2 separate regions of the Mus musculus genome follow, and region 2 is linked to region 1. Evidence: chromatin contacts called from public Hi-C data. All regions are on one chromosome and are shown on one strand. The core of a region is the stretch at or near the end of the contact, and the rest is flanking DNA. Distances in the headings are between cores, read along the strand shown. Region 1 has its middle 8.5 kb from the start of Meis1. Region 2 has its middle 240 kb from the start of Gm39601.

What was found. A called contact is a pair of places that touch in the nucleus more often than the background predicts.
Region 2: a Hi-C map of hematopoietic stem and progenitor cells shows a contact between it and region 1, with 3 times the contacts expected there. The contact joins two enhancer-like sites. A contact is called at or near these places in 1 of 39 promoter capture datasets (the HPC-7 cell line), 2 of 484 Hi-C or Micro-C datasets (LSK cells and hematopoietic stem and progenitor cells) and 3 of 115 datasets of contacts at active chromatin or transcription factors (craniofacial prominence, extraembryonic endoderm stem cells and trophoblast stem cells).

What each region holds. Positions count from the first base shown.
Region 1 is chr11:19,026,171-19,028,809 of GRCm38.p6, reverse strand. No RefSeq gene overlaps it. Among named protein-coding and RNA genes, the nearest start is that of Meis1, 8.5 kb to the right of the region's middle. Within about 2 kb of position 1,354, at least 156 of the 459 cell types and tissues checked have an H3K27ac peak or open chromatin away from gene starts, as enhancers often do. A contact at or near this core is called in hematopoietic stem and progenitor cells, where this site is marked.
Region 2 is chr11:19,380,186-19,382,824 of GRCm38.p6, reverse strand. It overlaps the pseudogene Gm12026. Among named protein-coding and RNA genes, the nearest start is that of Gm39601, 240 kb to the left of the region's middle. Within about 2 kb of position 1,339, at least 10 of the 459 cell types and tissues checked have an H3K27ac peak or open chromatin away from gene starts, as enhancers often do. A contact at or near this core is called in hematopoietic stem and progenitor cells, where this site is marked.

The DNA.
Region 1 (2,639 bases), core at 105-2,604:
AAATAACTGCTTTGTTTTAGGAACAAAATTTGAAGCTCAGCTAAGGATTTTAGCACTACCAACTCACTACGCATCCTGGCCTCCCTTGGACAGTGTTCTAGTAACGGGGTGGGCAGTGGGGTTCAGGGAAAGAGAATACAATACAGTTTTGTAAGGTTTAGATCTTAGCATCCCAATTAGATATTATGTCTGTTTGAAATCTATGATGTTTTGAGTTCCTTTGTGTTTGAGTTCCTAAAGACAAGCTACTAGTGGGACAGGGTTAGAAGTCATGTGGTACAGGAGTAAATGATGTCTTGAGTGTCCCTGCTATGTGGGTGACCAGACCCGGGCCAGTTGACCCTAGAGTCAGTCTTGGCATCTATTCAAACCCTCCAGGCTCCTTTCTTCCTTGTCCCAAGGGAACTGAATAAGTAGGAGTCCAGGAAGTCCATGGAAAAGCCTGAAGGCTTTTGGTTGTTGCTGCTGCTGGGGGGGGGGGAGGTTGGAGGGGGGGGAGGTTGTCCTAGACGGGGCAAGCCCTGGAAGACTCCTGCTGTCATCTACAAGCTCTTTTTAGTCTCTTTTTTTGTCTTGAACCTTCCTCCTCCTAGGCAGCCTAGGGGGTTCCTGGCTCACAGAAAGTGTCTCAATGATGGAGTCCGGGCTACCAAGCTAGAACTCCACATCATTATCCAGGCCATGCTCTGCCAGCACACAGCATATACCTACCTCCAGTCTTCTTAGGAGAGAAGAGCAAAATCTCTGGTGTGGGTTTGTTTGTTTGTTTTTTAAATAAATTGGGGGGGGGGGTTTTAAAAAGAACATTGAGGCACATAGAAAAGAGAAGAAATTGGATGTGTCATTTAAACTCTCTGGATCTTTGCTTGTGCATTTGTGAAATGGGCTTATAAATGCCTTGACACCTGAGCTCTGAAGTGCTCAGCTGTGGAGGAACAGCTGTAAAAAGGGGACCCCCAAGCAGATCTTTCATCCAGGTCATTAGGGCACTGAGTGACTTTTTACTGCTTGAAGGAGGGCAATGGCTTCTCCCAGAGTCTTAGCCCAGCCTTCAGTATTAGTAGCTCCTGCCCCTCCAACATATTTTCCTTTGCTTCCTTGCCCCAAGGACATTTCTATCTGTTAAATGTGAACATGGAGGCCCACACAGCTTTGCCCACCTCGAAAGGTGGACGTGCCATCCTGCAAATGCCTGACCCGGATCTCGCGCGGAAGGGGACACGCTCATTTCCCGCCGTGGCAGCGTCTAGGGACGAGCCCAGCCAGAGTCTGACTCCAGCTTTAAGCGGGACTCTGAGTCTGAGGCCCTCTGAGTCTCTGGGTCCAGGGTCCCACGGCGCCTGGCCCCGCCCTCGCTTGCCCGGCTCTGCTGTTCCCTGAAGTCCTTCCTCCCGCCCGCTCCGCTCGCTGCACGCGGCGCTGTGCGACTCGACTCCCCGGTCCCTTAGGTCCCTCCGCGTCCACTCGCGGCGGCCGGAAGCTGAAGTGAGGACACGCGCGAATCTCCACGCGGCTCTTCTGAGAACCTGAAGCCCTAACTCAGTTCAGCTCCTCCCTCCGAGCGTGCACAAGGGTCCCTCCATGTTCCGAGGCTCTCTGATCACCGAGCACATGACCTACAGGACCTATTGACCGCCTGAATGCCCCTCGAAGGAAAAACTGTCCGTGAACAAAGGCCAGAAGCTTCTAGAATCAGACCCCAGGCCGAGAGCTCAGGAATCCTTCAGTCTAGCTGGGAAGAAAGGCACCTTATGACACTCAGCCTCGAGCAGTGGAAGCTATTGCCAGAGTCGCGCGCGGTGTCCCTGTGTCCCCAAGAGCTTTGCACCGGGCGGGCTACCCAGAGCCTCTAGACGGGATCTGCTCCCTCAGTCCCCCCCTCAAGTCCCCCACAGAATGGCTGTCCAGAGTGGCCGGGGACCCGACAGGCAGCTACCTGCAAAGGGATCTTTTCCACCTTTTCTGGCCACTCGTCCTCTCCCCAAAGGACTCAGAACTCCCCTGAACCCAGCCCAGTGTGCACAGACTCCTATCCCCTGTGCTTGCAAATCCCGTGGCCTCGGGCACCCCACCGATCCCAGGGAATGCTCACTCCAGGAGTGCAGGCAGGCCACTGAGGCTTGGCGACACGTACCCGCACAGGCGGAGGGATACGGTGACTGCCCCCACCCCATATTCCCGGAAGTGGCCAAGGAAGCGCCTGTGAGAGAAATTATCCTTTCGGACCTGGAAGGAGGGGAGCCTGCAAGATTGTAGACTTTTCCTCCCGTTTTCAAACGGACCCTACCATGCAGAAGTTGTTTAGACAATGTGATTTTCAGCAAGCATAACCGTAGTCTGAAGCTATTTTTAAGACAAGGAAAGATGGTATTTATTTTTCATTTTTCAATAAAGGCACAGAAAAGTACGTCACAAATGAGTAACTGCTCAGCAGGCACCCTTCAGTTTCTTCTTCTTTTCTCCTAGTGTTTTTCCGCACCGCTAGAATTCTCTCTGAGCTGCAGGAAGCCTTCGACGATTTTCTTATTCATTAGACGACTCAATGAAATGTTAAAATATTTATTTTTGAATAATCATTCCCCACTACCACCCTTTTGCCTGGAGATTCGCACAAAACCTGCCCCTTTATTCGGTGTAAT
Region 2 (2,639 bases), core at 90-2,589, 350 kb before region 1:
GAAAATGGTATCCACACTTGTAATTCTAATCTACCTCAAGCTATATTATAGTGAGCACCTGAGAGGTAGGGTGTTATTGTGAGCATTCATCATTTCCTGTAGTGGTTCAGAAGTCATCCCGAAGGCCCAGCCCTGAGAACTCACTCCTTCAGTTCTACCAGTGACCTTAAACGCTTATAATTCCTTGCTTTAAATACAAGAATTTCGGTTTCCTGTACTAAATCCTGACTGGTGCTGTGGTATATGGGATTTGTTTGGAAGCTTTGAATCCTTTGTTGGAAAGCGCTGTTTCTATGACACCTAGGTTTACCTCATTAGCATTGTTTCTGAAATGCCTTTAATGGCATGACACTGTCATATAGTGAGAAACATTTGTTTGGTTCTCATCTCTAATTTCTGGCAGAAACTATCTAAAACTTTTGACGTTTCCTGGGTGAGTGGGAAGAAAAAATTTTTTGTATAGTTGATAAGAGTTAGAATACCCTCACTCAACCAGACATGTGGTTTTGTTAATGGGGTAGGTATATCTTGGTGGGGCCCTCCATAGCTTGGGGGTGGGGCTGGCTACCATGATTACAGGATAAGAACATTTAACCTCACCCTTGACAAGTGTGCCTGGAGAGAGCATGGATGATCTTCTCCTAGCTTTTCTTGGGATGTATCATTAGTTTGTAAAAAACTCACTAAACGTTAACGAGTAAACTGTGTTACCGAGTTATCTGAGTCATGTCAGGAAAAGTAGAGAGCTGGTCATATAACATCCTGCTTAGAGCTATATGGTCAGAAGTATAGGAGGCCTGGGCTTTGCAATTTGTCTCTGCAGTGAGGCAGCCTTTGGGAACTGTTTCTTTAACATGTGTATGATCTATCACTAACCCCATGTCAATGGAAGCAGAGCAGAACTGAATTAAACCATGGAGCTTTAGCCAATGTCTGAGAAGTGGTTGATGTAGGTAGCTACCTCCCTTAAACATTTGATGTCTGACATACTCTTTGAGTTAGAAACCGATCAAAGTGGACAGCAATTGTACCTCATTTCATAGATGGGAACTCTTCACCACCTCACCTTGATAGTCAGGACTCTGTAACTTGTGGATACCAGCATCAAATAAGGTGGGAACAGGGGGACCAGATACTAAGGTCACATGATATAAGGATAAGGCTAAAACTGGAGGGAACCAGACTGTAAAAGGAAGCATTGCTAGTGTTTAGTAAGACAGGTCCAGTGCAATATGTAGTGTAATGACATAGCAAGCCGCAAAGCCCTGGCCATGTGTGTAAAATCCATCAAAGAGGCAGTTCATCACGTGATCTTTGTGTGTGCCATTCTGTACATTTCGACCAGGCCAGCTCACAGGAGTCTTTCCTTTGATCTACTTAACTTTTCCCCAAATGCTGTCTTTGCTCTCCTTATACAACCTTGACAAAGAAGGATTCCAGTTTCAAAATGTAAGTGGTAGTCACAATGCATTGCAGGTAGCTTTTGTTTTTTAATTGTGATTCAGTGAAATGCCAAACAGAAGGTTTTTTGGGTTTTTTAAAACCACATGACAAAGCATAAGTTTCATGATTAATTACCTTGAGTTCAGATATAATTTAAACATATTGACTTGTCTGAAGTAACTGCCAGACAGTGAAGCTGGGGAGACAGGAAGTACCTGGAGAGACTGCTGAAACAGGCTGGAGGGGAAGTTAGGGGGGGAGGGTTTGGACGTCATCATTTAGCTGCGCTCCAAGGCTAGGCAGAGAATAGCCACAACTGCTGATGGTCAGTGGAATCAAACAGATAAATTATGGCTGAACTCTGACTCTGCAATGAATAGAAAGTGAGTCAATAGTTCAACTTTGTGCAACTCTAAAATATTAGTTCTGAAACTGTCCATTACAAACGGTTTTCTTCTTCTTCTTCATATATGTGGTCTATTCAGAAATTTCCTCTGGGGGCTCAGAACTGCTGTTGCTAATCCCCAGCCTTGGGTGAACTGCTGGGACTGTAGACTCCCTGCTCTGAGGTGGCTTCTTGGCTGGGGGGTGGGGTGGGGGTGGGGGGAACAAAGGTTCTTCAGCATGAATGAAGGCTTGAAAGCAGAGCAATGAACCTTGAGCTGGGGAGCCAGGCAGCTCTCAGGGCTCTCTGTAGTGGGGCTGGGTAGAAGAATGAAACCTATTTCTTTGCAGCAAACTGGGACCAGATGCGGGTTCTCTGTGTAGAAAGTCTAAAGATCTAAGCAGCTGCTTTCAGTTTTTCATAATGGATTATGGTGTTGAGGGTCTGCACCTACTTTGATGCTTATGCATAAGAAAGCAAAATGGGAGCATTTGGGCTAACCTCATGATTTTTAACACACCCTTCGTGTGTGTGATTCGGTGACCCCTTGAAGTCTAGCGGAACCATCCCGTGCCATCTGGGTGAAGGGAACAGATTCCATTGAGGCCTGATGACAGACTCCATTCATCCCATAAACTTGCTCCACAGTCCTCGTGGAGGTTCTTCAACTGGCACAGAAAGCTGGACTTCTGGGAGCTTGCGATCTGGGCTGCTGCTCCTCTTCCTCACTTAGAGGCTCCTTGAAGCCAGAAGCTGTGCAAGAATTCCACACATCTAGGGAGAGAAGCTTTTTAAATAAATTCTCTTTGCC